Regions from separate parts of the Mus musculus genome. Here regions 1, 2 and 4 are each linked to region 3. Evidence: chromatin contacts called from public Hi-C and HiChIP or PLAC-seq data. All regions are on one chromosome and are shown on one strand. Each heading gives the region's core, a stretch centred on a gene start, on an enhancer-like site or on the middle of the called end of the contact. The rest is flanking DNA. Distances are from core to core; before and after follow the strand shown.

Evidence for each region. Hi-C and Micro-C count contacts between places; a contact is called where the count stands out from the background. HiChIP or PLAC-seq counts read pairs in DNA pulled down with a chosen protein or histone mark.
Region 1: a Hi-C map of B cells shows a contact between it and region 3, with 2.2 times the contacts expected there. The contact joins two enhancer-like sites. A contact is called at or near these places in 1 of 39 promoter capture datasets (the C10 cell line), 2 of 15 datasets of contacts at CTCF or cohesin (large pre-B cells and pro-B cells), 11 of 484 Hi-C or Micro-C datasets (B cells, the C10 cell line, CD4 T cells and 7 more) and 7 of 115 datasets of contacts at active chromatin or transcription factors (the 230-238 cell line, CD8 T cells, cardiomyocytes and 4 more).
Region 2: a BATF HiChIP or PLAC-seq map of CD8 T cells shows a contact between it and region 3, with 17 read pairs. The contact joins two enhancer-like sites. A contact is called at or near these places in 1 of 15 datasets of contacts at CTCF or cohesin (pro-B cells), 3 of 484 Hi-C or Micro-C datasets (B cells, cortical neurons and embryonic stem cells) and 4 of 115 datasets of contacts at active chromatin or transcription factors (CD8 T cells, Th17 cells, large pre-B cells and 1 more).
Region 4: a contact with region 3 is called in a Hi-C map of pancreatic cancer cells, with 2.5 times the contacts expected there. The contact joins two enhancer-like sites. A contact is called at or near these places in 2 of 15 datasets of contacts at CTCF or cohesin (large pre-B cells and pro-B cells), 10 of 484 Hi-C or Micro-C datasets (the 63-12 cell line, B cells, the C10 cell line and 7 more) and 6 of 115 datasets of contacts at active chromatin or transcription factors (the 230-238 cell line, CD8 T cells, Th17 cells and 3 more).

What each region holds. Positions count from the first base shown.
Region 1 is chr3:52,441,253-52,446,295 of GRCm38.p6, forward strand. No RefSeq gene overlaps it. Among named protein-coding and RNA genes, the nearest start is that of Gm38537, 23 kb to the right of the region's middle. Within about 2 kb of position 2,834, at least 119 of the 459 cell types and tissues checked have an H3K27ac peak or open chromatin away from gene starts, as enhancers often do. A contact at or near this core is called in the 230-238 cell line, B cells, CD8 T cells and 7 more, where this site is marked.
Region 2 is chr3:52,787,953-52,792,641 of GRCm38.p6, forward strand. It overlaps Gm30292 (predicted gene, 30292), which reads right to left. Exons shown (of 5, transcript NR_166453.1): 3 at 4,099-4,191; 4 at 3,824-3,972; 5 at 1,049-3,417. Among named protein-coding and RNA genes, the nearest start is that of Gm30292, 7.5 kb to the right of the region's middle. Within about 2 kb of position 3,154, at least 15 of the 459 cell types and tissues checked have an H3K27ac peak or open chromatin away from gene starts, as enhancers often do. A contact at or near this core is called in CD8 T cells and Th17 cells, where this site is marked.
Region 3 is chr3:52,631,947-52,636,606 of GRCm38.p6, forward strand. No RefSeq gene overlaps it. Among named protein-coding and RNA genes, the nearest start is that of Gm30235, 16 kb to the right of the region's middle. Within about 2 kb of position 2,650, at least 95 of the 459 cell types and tissues checked have an H3K27ac peak or open chromatin away from gene starts, as enhancers often do. A contact at or near this core is called in the 230-238 cell line, the 63-12 cell line, B cells and 10 more, where this site is marked.
Region 4 is chr3:52,468,094-52,472,821 of GRCm38.p6, forward strand. It overlaps Gm38537 (a long non-coding RNA gene), which reads left to right. Exons shown (of 5, transcript XR_867264.3): 2 at 387-519. Among named protein-coding and RNA genes, the nearest start is that of Gm38537, 3.3 kb to the left of the region's middle. Within about 2 kb of position 1,973, at least 25 of the 459 cell types and tissues checked have an H3K27ac peak or open chromatin away from gene starts, as enhancers often do. A contact at or near this core is called in the 63-12 cell line, Th17 cells and pancreatic cancer cells, where this site is marked.

The sequences.
Region 1 (5,043 bases), core at 1,584-4,083, 190 kb before region 3:
GCTTCTTATGTCATGTTTGATTGATGTCCCTGGGAGGTCTGCTCTTTTCTGAGGGGAGGCAAAGTGGGGGAAAGGGAGGCTGAGGGGAGCAGAGTGGGGAGGGAAAACTGCTGTTGGGATGTAATATATGAGAGAAGAATACATTTAAAAGGAGAAGAAGGAAGAGAAGGAGGAAGGAGGAGGAAAGGAGGAAGAGGAGGAAGAAGTGGAGGAAGAGGAGGAAGAGGAGGAAGAAGTGGAGGAAGAAGAGGAAGAGGAGGAAGAAGTGGAGGAAGAGGAGGAAGAGGAGGAAGAAGTGGAGGAAGAGGAGGAAGAGGAGGTGATGGTGGTGGAGGAGGAGGCGGAGCCAGTGAGGGTGGAAGACAGCAAGGAAACATTGCTTTCCAGACACAAGAGGACTGATACGCATAAGAAGTCACAGAGACGGTAGCAGCATGCACAGGGACTGCACAGGTTTAAGCCAGATGTGTCCCAACACTGAGAAGGGGGCATGGACACACGACACTATCCCTAACCCAGAGACTTTCTCCATTTGCGAATCATTCACAAAGGAAGATTAGTTCTCTCCAATGATAGGTTAGTTTTCTCCAGTGGAGTCTTCCTGGGTACACAAACCACACAGAGAGGCAGGCACCATGAGGGAGTCAGCAAGTAGATGACCAGCACAAAACAAACTAATGGTGGTATTGGAGATTTTTTGTTTTATAATGTGGTGTTTGGGATTTTTTTTCTTGTTACCATGGCTTCCATTTTGTATTTATGGGTTATTGTGCTCTTTTTTTCTTCTCTTTGTTTTATTCTGATGTGTTTCTAAAGAGATAGAGGAAGAAGACATGAAGTTTGAGGATCTGGGAGGAGATGAGGGTGGGGAACCATGATCAGAATATGTTGTATGAAAAAATTATTTAAAAAGTATTTACTGAATATTTATCCATTGAAAAAAATATGAATGAGATTTCTCATTTTCAATTTAATTCATTTTTGTTTGTGTTCTTAACCAAGAAATGAGTATTTGATTCCTACTGACATCCATGACTGTGATTAGGTCAAAGTGTTTACTTTACTCTCGGGCGCTTCCGTTCACTGTGAGGGAGACATCAAATCTGCAGACATCCATTTTAGAGCAGAAAAAAATCACCAAGGTAATTCTGTAGAGTGATGGAGGAAGGGATTCTGGGTAGCCACAACATCAGTGCAGGCCTGGATGGTGAGGAGGAGGAGGAGCAGGAAGAGGAGGAGGAGGAGGAGCAGGAAGAGGAGGAGGAGGAAGAGAAAGAAGAGGAGGAAGAGGAGGAGGAGGAAGAAGAGAAGGAGCAGGAAGAGGAGGAGGAAGAGTAGGAAGAGTAGGAGGAAGATGAGGAGAAAGAGGGGGAGGAAGAGGAAGAGAAGGAGGAGGAGGAAGAAGAGGAGGAGGAGGAGAAAGAGGGGGAGGAAGAGGAAGAGAAGGAGGAGGAGGAGGAGGAGGAGGAGGAAGAGGAGGAGGAGGGGGAGGAAGAGGAGGAGGAAGAAGAGGAGGAGGAGGAGGAGGAGGAGGAGGAGGAGGAGGAGGGAGTCAGCTAAACCCAAACTGAAGAAGCCTTGGATGGGAAGATCTAAATGAGGGGAGCTGTTCCCAGGAAACCATACTGCTACTAACTAAAATAAAATACTACTAACGGGGTTAACAGGGTGGTTTGAAACAACAGAAGTGTATGGTCTCCTTGCCCTAGGGCCCGAGCTTCCCCATCAAGGCTGAGCAAGGCTGCAGACATCTCTGATGCTACTTGCCATGAGGAGGTCTGCTTTTCTCTTCATGTGAGGTCTTCCTTTTTAAGGACACTAACTATGGGCATAGGCACCCTTCCACGGCAGGGCTTTACGTTCATCACCTCTGTAGATCCTTATTTTCAAATAAAATTAATTTCTCAGGCACTAGGGACTACGATCCCAGCACATTTTGGGGTGGAGGACGGATACAGCTCATTATATGACGCCACCATTCCTGGATGTACTGAGATGTCTGTAGTACACTTGCTCATATAAATTCATTTGTTTTGTTTTTCTTTTACTCTATTTTTAGCACATATGATTAGATGTAAACATATATTATATATTATAACTATTATATCATATAACTATATATTATAAACTATATATTTTAAATAATATATAAAATTACATATTATAAATACATTTTATACCAAGATAAACAAATACATTTATATATTATATTATTGATATTTAAATATTATTTAAAATATTTTATAAATATATAGTATATAAGATGTTGTACATATTATATATATTTATTTCATTTTCACTACATAGAAAGCCTCTGCATCGCCAATCCACAGCCCATAGATCATATGTACCCTAGGATAATTTTACCCCCTAAAAATGTAAATAATATATATATTTTAAGCTTTATTGTGTCATTCCTCTTAAGTGTGAATTCTGTATTTGACACCTTGTCCTAGCTGACAGGAAAAGTTGCCAACAAACCCAGACGTTTCCTCCCTACCCGGGAGACCACACTGACTGCAGGCAGTGTGTTGTTCATTCATGTCTCCAGTGAATCTAACAACAATGAATCCTGAATATTTAAAGGGGCTGGACAAGTGGCCTTAAAAAAAAGGTAGGCTTTATTTCCTTTTTGGAACACTCTGATCAAAACAAAGTGACTAGGCAGCATATGGTCACAATAACAGGTGGCTCTGGAGGTCCCCTGTGACTTGTTGGCCTGCAGAGCCTGGCCTCCTTTGGGCCTTGGAGGAGAGCCGTGTTGTGCTGGAGACCTGCACAGAGGCTGTGGCGCACAGGGAGCCAACAGAGCGTGTCTGCAGCTGGCCTTGCCTGCACTTGACTCATAAGTGAGTTACAGGGAAGTGGAGACAATGCTGAGAAGAATGTGGGGGAGAGAGCTGTTGGTGGAAGGAAGTGAGACTGGTCAGGGCTTCCCCCCAGCTGCTCACAGGGTTGTGCTCACTGAGGCATGCCTTTCTCCATTGAGCTCAATCAAAGGTGAATTCAATTCGTCACCCATAATGAAGACTCTATAGATCCTCTCCCCCCAAGACTGGAGCTCCCTTGAGTTGGAGTGCACGGCCATTGTCGGTTACGTATAGTAATTACTTTATTTATTTTTGAGATAGAGTCTGACTATATAGTTCCTGCCGCCCTAGGGCTTGCCATGTAGCCACCCTGGCTTCATCACTCAGGGTCTTCTTGCTTCAGCCTCACAGATGTTGAGATGGCAAGTTTGTACTGTCACAACCCTTTTAAGGTCTTTAAAAATCACTTCCCTTTTGCCAAGACCACGTTCGATTTGGCACAGGTGATCTGAGTTGTTGTCTCAGTGCCACACGCACTACAATTATGACCTGGTGGAAGTCACCCGACCACAGGTCACATCTGTGAAATCGGGTCCAGAATGCTTTCTTCCACATGTTATAAAAACCAGACCTGAGGTCTGTCTGGCAGGGGATGGCTCAGCTGGTCAAGCTCTTGCCTGTCCCAGACACATGAGGACTGGGTTTAGTGTGTTGACCACATATGGGTGGTGTGGAGGAGAACTTGCAATCCTAAGGCTGGGGAAGCAGAGACAGGAGTTTCCTTGGGGCTGCCTAGCTAGCCACTCTAAGTGTGAGATCCAGACCAGAGAGAGCCTCATTTCAGAGAAGGCGAATGGGCAACTGAAGACGATTCCTGATGTTGTCCTCTGGCCTCTCAATGCACACATATCCATGCACATGTCCCAGCACACACATGCATTTGCACACACGAGGGCACACATACACACTCAAAGGGGAGCACCCACATGCATTCAGAAATCAACTCTAGCACTGAACAGGAGTATGATGGTTGAAATATAAGAGATCTATAAACTGTCTATACTTGAATGTTTCACAGACCTGGCCAAAAACACATTCAAGCAAATATGATGGATAGAAATGGTTTTGCTGTAAGTAGGGTCTGGTTTTGCTTTCTCATCAGGACTCAACATTGGCTAGGCCAGATGCCACATCATAAGGCATAGTGGCTGGCATGTGCAAACTCCTCCACACTCACCCCCCAACTTAGCATGGTTGGATTTATGACTATTCCACTTTACAGGGGGTGAAAACAATTGAATATTCAAGAGAAACTTCGAACTTTTTGAATTTTGATATTTTTCCCCCATAGGTGATAGTGGCCTTTAAGGACTCAGGGGCAGGATGCGAACCAAATTAGGCTCATATTCTGACAGAAGAGAGGTAGTAAGTAATTGTCATAGAATGAGTGTGACTGTGGTTGGTTTGGGGAAAGCTGACACAAAATTACTCTTCGTAAGTGAGCTTTGGAGAGAGAGAGAGAGAGAAAGAGAGAGAGAGAGAGAGAGAGAGAGAGAGAGAGAGAGAGAGAGAGAGGGAGAGGAGGCAGGATTGGGCTTTAAGGTGGGAAAGCATTAAAAAGGAATAGTATAATAGTATATAATAGTATAATATAGTATCAGTGACAACATAAGGAAATCTTGATGGGAAAGAGAGGCTTGCCGTCAGGACCTCTAGAGGGGCTTCATTAAGAGGGATAGCTTAAGGTAAAAGTTACCATGGGGAGGGTAGCAGGGTAGGGGGTAGAGGAACCCAGAGGAGAACCTTCAACGAAATCCCCAAACAAAGGAAAGCATTTTCTATCCTTTCAGGAGATGATGAGAAGTTCCACCCCATGTGATTCTTGTCTGGGACAAAGGATGTTGAGTGACCGGGTACTGGGCAGTACCAAACATTTGGTACTGGGAAGCAAAACATGGCTTCTGGATTCGCTGTCCCAGAAAGAGAGAGGCACAGGTCGGGGGCATGATCGGTTTCTTCAGCTGTGGGATCCAGCTGTTTAGAGTTACTGGTGTCTTCAAGTGGCAGGCCCATGATCCAACAGTAATTGCTAGTGTGGCTCATGCGCCCCAATTGGAAAGCTCACCTGGGATTCAGTCCTCTGGTTTGCCTCAGTCCCCTATAACTCTAATTTTTTCAAATCCTATTTTTAATGATAGTTCTTAAATCTTTAACCCCCCTTTGTAGCTCACCA
Region 2 (4,689 bases), core at 1,904-4,403, 160 kb after region 3:
GCTTTTCCAAGGAAGGGCATGATGTGGGGGTGGTGGTGGTATTTGTAAGGGTGGGTCTGGGAGGAGAGGGGAGGCTGCAAATGGGACATAAAGTGAATAAATAAAGTAATGAAAAAGAAAAAAGGGTATCTGTCATACTGCTTCTTTGGGAGGGGATGAAAGTTTATAAAAAGCCCAAGCTTCTGCCAAGCTGTGAACCTTATCTCTCGATGCAATACTACAGCGTACGTGAGGGTGGTTCCTTTTCTGGGGGATCCCTGGACTCCAGTTATTATAACAGGAAGTACTGGTTTCTATAAGGCCAGGATTCTATTACGGGGTCTATGTGAATGTATTACCTTCCTGAATCCTGGCATCTCCAGTGCTAATTACAGCCCAAAAGGTAGATGTCTACCATGCTAGTCACAAGTGACGCTCAGAGAAGGAAAGGAAACAGCTTAAGTTAGTTCGGAAGCCTCTGGGAAAGTCTGGTTGCCAAAAAGGGAGGAAAATAGAATTTCCAGTTCTTATAGGAGTCCCAGGAAGAGCTCTGGTAGGCGCATCTTCTAAGAGCTGCCCTGGAACCACGCCGTGTATTGTGAATGAGCACCATGCTTGCCAGATGTCCCCTTGGTATGGACCAAAATAGCAACCCACTGGCCTTGAAATGAAAACTACATCCTTCAATTTCCTCTGGCCCCAACCTTGGCCAATCGACCCCATCCAAATGCAGGCAGCACAGGTTATGGAGATGTGTGGCACAGAGAGAAAAACCACAATAAGATAAGATGGAAAAAAAAATAGACAAGTTGTCTCATCCAGGGGAAAAGTGTGTGTTCTGTTTCCCTGGCTCTACTCCTTAGGGTTTTCAAAAATAGCATGGCAATATATTCTGAGACCCAGGAATTTTTCTCATAGGAATGGTCTCATTTGATCTTGGAAGTTTTTCCCCAAGAAGACCACCCGAGCTACTCTGGATACAAATTAAGTTCTCCCCATAAGATATCAAAGTGTGAAAACTTGAGAGAGTGTCAGGTAGCCAATAACATGCTCTCATAACTCCATGATGTATGGCTCCCCCATCTTTTTTATTGAAGATAGATTTTTTTTCTCATATAACATATCATGATTACAGTTTCTTTTCTCTCTACTCCTCCCAGTTCCTCCCCTCTTCCACTCCCATCTGGATCCATTCCTTTTCTGTATCTCATTAGAAGTTAGCAGGTTTCTAAGGGATTATAATATAATAATATAATATGATATGAGTAAACAAAAACTAGTACATGGGAATTGGACAAAACAAAACAACTGACAACAGAAGGAAATACTCCATGAGAAGACAGAAGAATGAGAGACCTACTTGTTTGCATACTCAAACATCCCATAAAAACACTAAGCTGGAAGCTATAATATATATGCAGAGAACTTGGTGCAGACCCAAGCAGGACCTGTGCATGGATAGTAGGCCTCTACTGAGTGTCGAGTTGGTCAAAATGTTTTCCCATTCTGCAGGCTGCAGCTTTGCCTGAGTGGTGCTGTCCTTTGCCATGCAGAAGTTTCTCAGTTTCTAGAGGTCCCACTTACTGTTGATCTTAGTGGCTAGGTTATTGATGTTCTGTTCAGAAAGTCTTTTTCTGTGTTCAAAGCTATTCCCCACTTCTTTTTCTACCAGGCTCAGTGTATCTGCTTTTATGTGGAAGTCTTTGATCCATTTGGAACTGAGTTTTGTTCAGGATGATAAGTGTGGGTTTATTTGTTCTACAGGCAGCCACCAATTTGACCAGCACCATTTGTTGAAGAAGCTGCCCTTTTCCCAGGGTGTATTTCTGGCTTCTTTAGAACAAACAAACAAGCAAACAAACACAGCAACAACAAAAACCAGATGTCAGTAGGTGTGGATTAATGTCTTAGTCTTCAACTCCCCTAATCAATGTCTGTTTTTTTGCCATTACTATGCTCGACTTATTACTTCAGATCTGTAGTACAACTTGAAATCGGAGATGATGATGCCTCCTACAGTTCTTTCATTATTCAGGATTCTTTGAGCTGTTGTATTTGTTTTGTTTTCAGATGAAGCTGAAAGTTGTTCTTTCATGATCCATGAAAAATTGTGTTGGAATTTTGATGGGGATTGAACTGAATCTGCTTTTGTCGGGATGGCCATTTTTACTATATTAAACCTACTGAGCCCCGAGCATGGGAGATTCTTCCATCTTCTTCAATGTCTTGAGGTTTTTATCGTACAGGTCCATCGCTTGCTTGGCTAGAGTCACCTCAAGATATTTTGTATTATTTGATGCTATTGTGAGAGGTGTTGTTTCCCTGAGGTTTTTTCTCAGTCCGTTTGTCATTTGTATTTAGGGGGGCCACTGATTTGGGGGACTCAATTCTGAATCCAGCTCCTTTGCTGTTTATCAGATGTGGGAGTTTCCAGGTGGAATTGTTAGGGACACTTATGTATATTAATGATTCATGGGCAAATAAAGATTCTTCGGATGTCTTCCTTTCCAACTTGTATCATCTTAATCTCCTTCAGTTGTCTTAGTGTCTAGCTGAGACTTAGAGCACTATATTGAATAGGTGTGGGGAGAATGGACAACCTTCTTTTGTTCCTGATGTTAATGGAATTGCTTTGAGTTCCTCTCCATTTAAGCAGATGTTGGCTGTGAGCTCACTGCCAACAGTTTATTTTGTTTTGGTGTCTCTTGCATTCCTGATCTCTCCAAGACTTTAATCATGAAGGGGTTTTGGATTTGGTTGAATGTCTGCTCTGCATCTAATGAGATGATCATGTGGTTTCTGTCTTTCAACTTGTGGGTCACTGTGATGGCTAATATCCATATTTCAAAGTCGGGGAAAGTGAAGATCGGAGACACTAATAATATGTACAAGGACATGTAGCTTGTACAAATGTGGCCACAAGGCCAATTCTTTTTGAAACTGTGTACTTGACTTGGCTTCATAGACAACACGCACTCGTGAGAACATGTGCACGCATGCGTGAGTGTGAGTGTGTGTGTGTGTATGTGTGTGTGTGTGTGTGTGTGTGTATGTGTGTGTGTGTGAGACAGAGAGAAGTAGGAGGCCTTTGATGAGGTGATGAGCCAGGTACCACCTACAGGTCTAGGACTACCTATGAGTAAAGTCTGTACTTGGTTTTCTACCATCAGCAGCCTCCAGTTGAGCAAACCTTGATGGCTGGATACGGTTTCACTTTCAACCTCAGGCTGACAGAAATAGTCATGATTCACTCAAATTTCCTGTGAACAGCAATAACCTGGCTTCTCACACTCCAGGGAAGGCTGGCCTGTGATGTTCAGGTCTCGGTTTCTGATTCTTCTGGCCTGTTTGACATCACAGTCTGGATGGGCCATTGGTAAGGCAAATGGCATGTCATACATGAGCATGGAGTCACCATGACCAAAGCCAGAGTCACACCTGTGTACACACAAATTTTGAGTCAAGGACTCAGTGCTCAGTTTAGCCTCTGAGTGATAAAAAATGGGTCATCATCCAGGGTTCTGGTAAAAAAAAAAAAAATCTGGTTTTTCGAGACAGGGTTTCTCTGTATAGCCCTGGCTGTCCTGGAACTCACTTTGTAGACCAGGCTGGCCTTGAACTCAGAAATCCACCTGCCTCTGCCTCCCGAGTGCTGGGATTAAAGGTGTGCACTACCACACCCGCCCCCCCCCCAAAAAAAATTTAAAGATGTAGTAAAAACTGAGTCTTAAATTCTTATTCAGAATTTCTGCTCAATTACACATTAGGGCAAATTTTCCAAATTGACTAAACCTTAATATATAAGAACTCTCAAGAGCAAAGGTGCTGACATGTTGATACGGACCTGCAAGCTTAAGAAGCTGAGTTCAAATCCCTGAATTTAAGTAGAAGACAGACTGGTCTGTAACCCCATCTCTGGGGAGATGGTGGATCCCTGGAGTTTGCTGTCCAGACACTCTAACCACATGGGAAGTTCCAGGGTCAGTGAGAGACCTGTCACAAAAATAAGATGGCAAGCAACTGAAGATGATGCCTAATCTCAACCTCTGGCCTTCACAGAAACACACTTATCCCACCCACACCCACTCACACACCCACACCTCCCCCTCCCCCACACACCTTTACAAATCCTTTCATATCTTCAGCAGTGATAGCTTTTCCCAAACAGGTGACTCCGAGGGTATAATTTCAAGCTTGGAGTTTCATTTGCTTCTAAAGAACAGAGACTCATTCCAACCAGCACACACTAAAAAATGGGATCTGTTGAAAGAATTTGAGATTTTTCTCTCGGAATTCGAGGGGGGGGGGATGTCAGGGTGTGGACAGGTCAGAATGAGAAATTAGCATATGGGCTGGCACCAGCAGAAACCCCCTGCAGTCTTTGATTTTGTCATCTTTGCAGGTTGTCCCTGATTCTCCAGGACACTGACAGGCCAGCTGCCTAGTCCCAAGCTCCCAAGAGGTTTCCTTTGGAAGAGAAAGTACTAATAAATTCAGCTCAGTTTGAGATCGGCTCCCCTTGTCTACCTCTGTAAAGCTAACTAACATCACGTGCAATGACCAGTTTGCTGGGGCGGGGGTGGGGGTGGGGGGCGTTGTGAGGGTTGAGAGCACTGTTGGCAGTTTCCTGCAAGGCATTTTATGCAAGATAGGCACATCTAAAGCAGCCTGCAAAACAACCGTCCAGATATGAAAGAGTTTACATCGTGC
Region 3 (4,660 bases), core at 1,400-3,899:
GCATACAACCAAATGGTAAATATGATTCAAAGTGATTATTTCACACCACAGGGAATTCTGTCTGCCTGAACAGCGTGCTTAGCTTACTGCCAGATAGACCTAGGAGTATTGCTGAGCCCAGCTCTCCCTTCCTGTAAGTCTCTGTCGATTATCTGGGTTCCCCCATTCCCAGAGCCATGCCCCCCTTGCCTATGTGGAGACGACAGCCTTCTCCTCTCCCTCTTGTTCTCCTAAGGCTGAGAGTGGGTGCTTGCACCATTAAGATCTGACCTGTTCTTGCGTCACCACTTGCCTCTGGATTGTTCCTCTCTCTCAATGTCTTTATTGGGGTGAGAAGATCAGAATCCAAAATTGTATTCTGCACTTAGCTGGAGAGAGAAGTCATAAAGACAAATAAATGAGGAGTAATAAATATGATGAATATAAAATAAGCTCCCCGCCTTATCTAGAGAGAATTTCAGTGTGTTGGAATCTGCCTATAAGTTGAAAGGATGCATTCAATCATATATTATTCAGATTCTTTTACAGGTGGGTTTAAGTAGTTAAGTATGCAGAGCAGGTTTCTCCACTAGACATATTGATTCAACATCTGAATCGTCATTCATCAAGGACAAGGACCATCCTTCTTTAGCCTTGGTACAGTTGTTAGCAAGCCAAGCTTTTATTATAGCTGAGTTCTATGCATGTATGGTCACTGATTTCATGTGTCTAGAGAAACAACTGTCACACTGGTAGTCCCCAGTCCCCCAGATCTGGATCATTGTTCTAGAACCCCAAAGTCATGAGCCACTCCCTTCTTTTGACTAGGGTAGAGGGAACAGTCCCATTAAAGAACAGTCCAGCAGGGGGTACCTGAAGCCATGTCTGGAAATCCAGCCTACAGCCTACTTTCCTGTTTTCTGAGCACTGGTTTTCCTGTTTAAAATAGTTACAATGGCCTCTGCTTCCTGCTGCCAAACCCTGATAGAAAATGGTAGCATATGAACGGTGATTTATCTTTTACCTTAATTTTAAAATATGTCCTAGGATTGCTGCAGTTACATCCAGTCTGGCGACTACAACATGAGAACTCAGGTTCCAGCTCTGTAGCCGATGGGTACCTGTGCGTGTGACTTTAAAATGATTTTAATCACTTGAGAATTTCACACAATGTATTTTCATCATAATGATCTCCCCTCCCTCTTCAGGAGCATATAATCTTAAACAGCACTTCAACTTCTAAAGTCCTGTTTCCCTAGCTGCCAAATGAGGCACACACTGCTTGCTTCTCCCACCCGTCCTTAAACGCAGAGAACGTATGTAGCTTTGAGCAATGCAGTGTGACTGTTTGCTTTTCTCCTTGATACAATCCACTGTTATTCCTACAAACCCCAGCTTCTTCCTTTCTGAATGCATGTTGGAAAGCTGATATTCAACACAAAGTGGAAAAAATCAAATCAACTGTCCTGCCTCACATTCTACTCGGGATGCCCTAGGGGAAATTTCAAAGCAATGGTTCTGAAACTATCTACAGCCATAGCTGACATACATATACTCAGACTAATGGAGAAACTGAAAGGTGGTGGGCCTTTCAAAGTCAGACACCTCTCAAGACCGACATTCCTATCGTCTACCCTGTCAGCCCCATGGCTGAAATAAAGTCCTGTGGGTGTGAAGTCAGAATCATCACAGCAGCGAATCATCGCGCGCTGGCTGCAGATCACGCAGTTCTCTAACACCGCTGAGAGTATTTGCGATGCAAAAGGCTTTTTTTGTTAGACTTGAGCTGGCTCATGCAGGTGGTTAAAAGCATATTAGGGAAACTGTTCTCATAAGCAAATTACATACCCATTAACACGAACCATTAAAAAATGAACTACGGAAATAAGTACAGTGATATTTATATGTCTTTCATGCCTGATAAAGCCTGTTTGCTGGTGGGACAGACAGCCCAGCAAGCCGCAGCTGAGCCTCCGTGCAGGTGCCACGCCCAGGATTATCCTCACCCACTGTTGCTCTCTGACAGGATCCCTTCTTTTGCCTAGACAGTATTCATCTTGGGGTCTCTAATCAAGGCCTGTACTTCGAGGAGAAAATTGAGATTAATACCTCTCTACTGGCAGAGATTCTAAGCATGACCATAGTTTCTGTCTCCCATGAATTAATCATTTTATTACTTCTAGATTTTAATTGTCCAAAGCCAACTTCCCAATGTATTCTCTACAGGTATCCTCACCATTGCAAAGCGGGTCTCATTTGCTTAATTTGCTAGATAAGGAAAACAACTTTGGGAGCTAATGTTATTTAGGTATATTCATTTTATTTATCTATTCGGTACTGGGGAAATAATCTAGGGCCTTGAGAATACTAAGGTTCACTTAACCCTGAGCTTCGTCAACTTTAATTATTTTAATTAGCATTTTTAGTTAATGGAGATTGGAATAGAATAGCAATAGGAAATTAATAAAGTTTAATGAGCTCAATTTGAATGGATCTAGCATCTTACTGTTAAAAGAAGCCAGTGCTGGGCGCTGCCCCAGTGAAAGCGATACTGTAACATTCTGGCCTCTTTGCTGTTTCCTGTCTGTTTCCTACTTTGTGTCTGCGCAGTTTTCCCCATGAGCAAACACACATTCATCCAGTGTGACACACATGGCAGGGTAGGCGAGAGGAACTAAAGCAACAGGAAATGGTGTCACCCTTTTGGCTGTGAGCCATTCTATATAGTGTCAAGTGCACTGTATATCAGGGGGAGAACCTGTCTGTCTAATTTACTCTAGTTCTGATTAAAATGAGTGAGTGGAGAGCCTCGTATATCCCGAAGAGCTCCCTCTGCATACATCTGAGTAACCATTAGCTAGAAGTGGCATTTATATCCTTGGAATAAAAAAAAAAGCGGGGGTGGGGCAGGGGATACATACAGAAGAGAAAGACAGGGAGAACCATGTAAATTACTTTTGCTTTGTTTTTATGCATATGAACATCTTATTCATCTGTCTGAGTACCCTGTGCATCCTGTGAGTGGAGTTATGAACTGTCGTGAACTGCAAATGTGCATGCTGGCAATGGAACCCAGGGCCTCTGCACGAACAAATGCTCTTAACCATTGATCCATCCCTCTGGTCCAGGAAGAAACACTTACGAGAGAAGATCTATAGCTGTTTGCCAGAAGTGATATTTAAAAAAAAATCATTAAAAAAGTGAATGTCAATAAATAATGCTAGAATTTTCAAGTATATAGTTTTTATTTTCTTAATTTAAAATTTTAAATTCAATTATATTCTTGAAGTGTATTAGACTTTATTTTATTTGTACTGTGTACAGGTGTATAAGTGTGTGCGTGGGGGCGGGCATGGACATGGCCTATGTGCACGTGGAGGCAACTGATTTTCTCCTTTCACGCTTGTGGATACTAGAGATTAAATTCAAGTCATCAGGCTTGGTGGCAGGCATCTTTACCTAACGAGATACTAGAGATTAAATTCAAGTCATCAGGCTTGGTGGCAGGCATCTTTACCTAACGAACCGGCTTGCCAGCCCCAAGTTTGTAGATTTTCTATGTCCTGTCTTTTTAGAGCTTCACAGTAACCCTGTGTAGTAGGTAGAAATATTGCTCTAATTTCAAGTTTGTGTATAAAGAAACTAATTTAGGTTTGAGACATAGCTCAGTGTTTGAGCACTTAAGTGACATTCTTAATCCAGCACCACAGGGAAAAGAAAAAGAAAAAGAAAAAGATTTGGTTCAATAACGTCTCTTTGACCTGTGGACACCGCAAATTTCATTATAAATGATTTAGAGAAGTGTGCATATCTGAATAATGTATTAGCTACTATTTTGTTTCTAGATGTCAGACTATTCTACTAATTAATTTAATGTCACGTCAGGATTAGAATCAGGCAGGGATACCCTGGAGCAGACAGAAACATGACATGACTGCCTTCCAAATGAGAATTTTGCTTCTATGAGCAGTCATGTTGGCCTGGCTGTGTATCTATTAAGCTCAAAGTATGGAGCAAGCGAAACCTGCCAGACATTTGTCGATGTTTTTCTTGCTCTGCCTGATAGAAGTTATCTATCCCAGCTGATGAGATGGTTCAGTGGGCAAAGGAGTTTGTTGCCAAGCCTATGGCCTGAGTTTGATCCCTGGAACCCCATATGGTAGAAGGAGAGACCCAAATCTCTCAGGTTGTCCTTTGATCTCCACGGATGTACAGTGTCATGCATGCATACATACATAATATACACTGCTCCCCCCAATGTGTCAGCAAATGTAAAACAGAAAAGAAAGTTTGGGGACTGGGCTCAACTCACAGAAATGGTTACCCCAAGGACCTGATGGCATGAGCCCAGACTTTGGAACCTACATGGAGATGGAGGAGGGGTGAAGCCAACTTCACAGATCTGACCTCTAACCTCTTCACTGTGCTATCGCACACATACACACACTACACACACCACACATCACATACATGCCACACATACACACCTCACACAAACTTGTCACATACACCAATGATGATGATGATAATAAATTAAAATATTTAAAGAACATATAGACCCCAAAGAGACACAGAACTGAAAAAAAAAACCAATAGAGAGCGTTATTTGGAATGTTCTGGATTGCTTACAGGTAAATGAGGATCAGCCTTGTCTTGCTCCAGTTATCTGTTCAGCTGTGGT
Region 4 (4,728 bases), core at 723-3,222, 160 kb before region 3:
TCCTGTTGATCTAAGCAAGGCCTATGCCACAGAGATTTTGGCTGGAGCAGAACGGACTCAAGAGTGGTCCATTTGTTGAAGGCCAGCCTGCTAATACCTGGAAGATAGATTGTCTGGAGCCATTTGAACTTCGTGTGACTCATTCTAGCCTGGTGACCAGTAATCATGGCTTACCCCTTTCCATTCTTACAACACCCTAGGGGCCTCCTACAACCCTAAGCTGGATGCCACAAGGTACAGTCTACATGCTGACTATTTTGTTACATTAGTAGGGTGGTATGGTTACCATAAAGCATCATGCGCTATTAGGACCGGAGACCAGGGCACGTTTTCTAGATTGGAAAGGGTGATGATTCATGGGAGGGTACTGTCTGAATTCATTCTAGGTGCCACGCTTGAAGATCAATATAACAAGTTAAAACTTAATCAGAGGGCAATGCCCTGGGCAGAAAGAGGATGTGAAACTGTCACTTTTGGAAGTCTCCGAGGAGCTGAGCCTGTCTGGAGAAGCACCTGAAGGTATGACTATCTGCGAGAGCTTTCACAGACAGGGATAGGAATTAGACTCTTTGGTGAGGTCCAGGTGGCCACAGTGAGGACCTTTGTAGAATCTACGGAGAAATTCGTTTCAGTTGTCTACCAGTCACAGTTGTCTAAACATGCTTCAGGGTGTCACAATTTTTGATACTGCCCCAAATTCTACAGTTTGACACTGCTGCACATTTTAGCACAGGCCACAGAGTGGCCCTTTGGACATTGAGAAATTTGAATATATATATTCAAATATATATATATTCAAGTATATATGTGTATATATATATATATATATATATACATATATATATATATATTTCTTTTTTTTTTTCTTCCAGGAAACACCAGAGCTTACTGACCTACCAACTCTTACTTAAATTTACTTTTGAGACAGGGACAGGGCCTCATACATGTAGCTCAGGGTGGCCTCAGACTTGACATTTAGCTAAGGATGACCTTGGATTTCTGTATCTACCCCCTGAGGGCTGTCATTATAGATATGTACCCGTATGCCCAGTTTGTGCCGTGCTAGGGCTTTGTGAATGCTAGGTCGACCCTCTACCAACTGAGCTCTATCCCTAGCTCTTTCTTATTATTTTTTTTAAACAAAATGGAAAATTGATATTTTTGCCCTATTCCCCTGCTTCCTCCTTTGATCTTCTCTCCTCCCTTAGGCTCCCATCGTGGTCCACACAGCATCACTTGCTCCCTTTGATTGGCTTAACGTTGGCGAGTGGGTGACACATAGGTGGATTTTGGGGGTTAGAGTCGAAAGCATTAAAGGAATTCTCTGTTTTATTTGTGTTTTAGAGTAGTTGGCATTTTCTGCTGTTACCCCAAGGTCTCAGTTGTAATTCTGTATTTTAGATGTCAAGATGTCCATGTGTCAAAATGGCCTTACCACGATATTGTTCTTACAGCCAACTGGACGTGTTAATGGGGTATGTTACATGAGGAAATCAAGCATGATAAGAACAGCCGGACATGGTTACTTATCAGATGTTTTGTAATTCTAAAATGTTGTAATAGCAGGGCCTTGAACTATACTGGTTTCTGAGACCTGTATTAAAATGCAGAACAATAGAAATAATCGGTATAGCTTTCTCTAAGAATACATTCAACTCTAAGGACTCTTTTTAAAATTTAGAGGTAAGATCTTGATTTTCTTTTTGTTGCTTTTAAAATTGCCTTGAAATAATGGTGGCAGTCGATGGCACTTTAAAATGTCAGTGAACAAAATGAGTCTGATTTGTTTGTTTGTTTGTTTGTTTTTGTTTTGTTTTCCTGGTATGTGAAAGCCCAGGGTCTGATCTTTCTGATTCAGGTCTCCTAATCTTTGGAACATTGCTTAGTTGCCTTTACGGTGTGTGCAGGTCGCCTGAGTGTCCCATTTCACAGCATGGTGGTAACTCTGAGTGACCTAACTTGGGCTGTGGTTCTTTCCAGCTCCAAAGGTCACATGCTGCATCTGACACAAGTGCTGTGGGTGTGGTATGGACGCCCTGTCAGAGCTATTCAAATGTGCTGAGTATGTGTGGGTGGATAGAAGGATGGTGGCAGACAGAAAACCTTCTTCTCTTGCTTACCTTTTTCATGGCTAACTAGCATTGACTTCTCAGCTTTGGGGAGCTCGCCACACTTCCTGAGTTTGTTGCCTGCATTGTTCTCATTCTGGGATCTGTTTTAACATTCCCTAAAACTGTCTCCCCCCAGTAGACGATGAGTTTCTGGAGGCTGGAAACTGTGACTGACTAAACTGTGTACTGTCAGTGCTGGTCATTCTGACCAAGAGTAAGAGGTCATTTCAGAAACTGGGGAGTGAATGATGAATCAGTATCCAAGGTCAGCAAAGTTTTACCTCCTCATTCACTGCATGGCTTAGATGTGAGGTGGTTGAGAAAGTCTCCTCATGGGCTTGTGTGACTTCCTAAGGAGATAAGAGTGACTACCTATTTACCCTAGATAGCAAACCAGTGACAGGGCAGAGAAAACAATCTCACCAAGTCTTGCTTGAATTTATTAGGGTCACTGACAGAAACATATGTAGCAGGTTACTCACAGATCAAAGGTTAGTCAAAGGTGGCTGCATTCCTGAGAAGGCCACCCTAGCATGGGTGGTGCGTCACAAAAGCTGTATCTTTGTATCTCCTTGCACAACTTGTAGGCATCTCCACTGGAGATGGTCTGCTCTTCTTCCCAGCAGATGTTATGGTTTCTGTAACCGTGGGAAAAGGCCTCAGGAGTCCTTAACTATTAAGGCTTTCCTGATCCTTGTATGTTTCCTTTGCTTCCTGAATTTTATGAGCTCTATGCTTCTTCCTAGGCAGAATATTTCAGCTCAGACGACATCTCCTTACCACAGGGCCCCTTGTTTTTTCTTTGCTTTCCTCAGTACCATATCCTTTAGGGAGAGCAACAGAAGTGGACCAATGTCATGTTTTAGGGATGAAGTTTATCAAGTGAGTTAAAGTTGAGGCTGTGTTTTTCCTGGAATCCTTGTCCTGGCCAGCTTGCCATGGGAAGGAGCCCTGCCACACACCTTGTTAGAGTTCTGCCTGTCCTTGGCACTGTGGGGAGGCCTCTTAGACAGCTGTCCATAGCTAAGATCACTGCTTCCTATCTATCTCTCCTGGAGCTCCTGGGATAACTGAGGCCGTTGCTTATAACCAGAACATACTTGAGGAATGATGGGAACAGGAAAGGTGGGTAATGGAAGGAGTGGGCCACTGATAGTTGATCCTGCATTTACATCCTCATGTGCTGCAATAAAAAAGGTAGTTGTTGTTTTGAATCCAATATTCTGATTACCATAGTTTTCCTTTGCCTTGGAGACAGTCGGTGACCTCACAGAAGCCATTTGGATCAGGGGGGCAGAATCAATAATGAGGCAGACATAGTGCCAGACCCCTTTATGAAACAGGTCAGAGTGGCTTACAGCTTTCATCTATGTGAGTCAGGACCATTGGGACATTTAAATGAAGATGTTCAACCCTTATCCCTTCCACATCCTTGCTCACATCTGAATCAGAACTTCAGGGGAAGGAAACACTTACATAACAATATCTCCAGGGGTATTGATTGCTGTTCTCTTTCTTCTGTCCAGTCCTCAGCCATTTTTCAGTGTTCTTGATCTATATTTAGGGAGCGTGGTCAGATCTATCAGGTGGAGTAAATAGATCAGTTTTTTAAATGAATAAAAAAAGACTCTTCTGTCTCATCCATCCTCATTTTACTTCTCTTTCATTTCTGCAGTCATTCTTACCTGAACGTTAAGGAATAGATGGCACAATCAACAGAGGAACAGCCTGGACCTGAGAATGACTCAGGGCACATTGGGCTTACAGGCTGGCTGGCTGGTGTATGGTGGCCTCACAGGTCTCAGGATGCAGAGATTTGTAGCACACTTAGAATCTCTGGAAAGCACTCTGACAAAAGGCACCATTTTTAAAGTGTTAGCATAGTGGCCATGTCTCTAAGCTTCTCTTTCTCTCTCTCTCTCTCTCCTTTCTCTTTCTTTCTTTCTTTCTTTCTTTCTTTCTTTCTTTCTTTCTTTCTTTCTTTCTTTCTTTCTCTCTCTCTCTCTTTCTCTCTCTCTCTTTCTTTCTTTTTTTCTTTCTTTCATGTCAAGATGTCTCTGTGGTTGAAAACAGTGGCTATGTATAAACATAAGATCTGAGGGTTTAAAAAAAATTTCCTTTTTATTTTTATACGTGTTGTGCCTGCATACACGCCTGAGTATCATGAGCACACCTAGTTCCTACAGAAGTAAGAAGGCCTTGGATTTCCTGGAACTAGAGTTACAGAAGGTTGTGAGCCATACTGGATGATAGGTATCAAACCTTCTGCTCTCCAAGAACAGAAAGTTCTCTCAACCATTCACATCTGACCTTTTACCTTAGCTTCCAGCTCATCAGCCTCATAGTTCTGCATGTCCTGTAATCTCAGTTCTATGAAGGGTGGAGAGAAAACAGGAGCTCCAAGTTCTGGGGAAAACCCTACCTCGAAGAAATAAGGAGGGAAGGATGCAAGATCCTTCTCTGGATTGTGTGAAAGTGCATACCTATCTCTGTCTTTCTTACAGGCACCCCCACCCCCCAAATGTGAAAAATAGCAGATACAAACCTTCATGTCTCTCCATGACTCTCAAACTGACTGGACATGAGCTTTTCCTCCTCATCTTTGCAGAAGCATGGG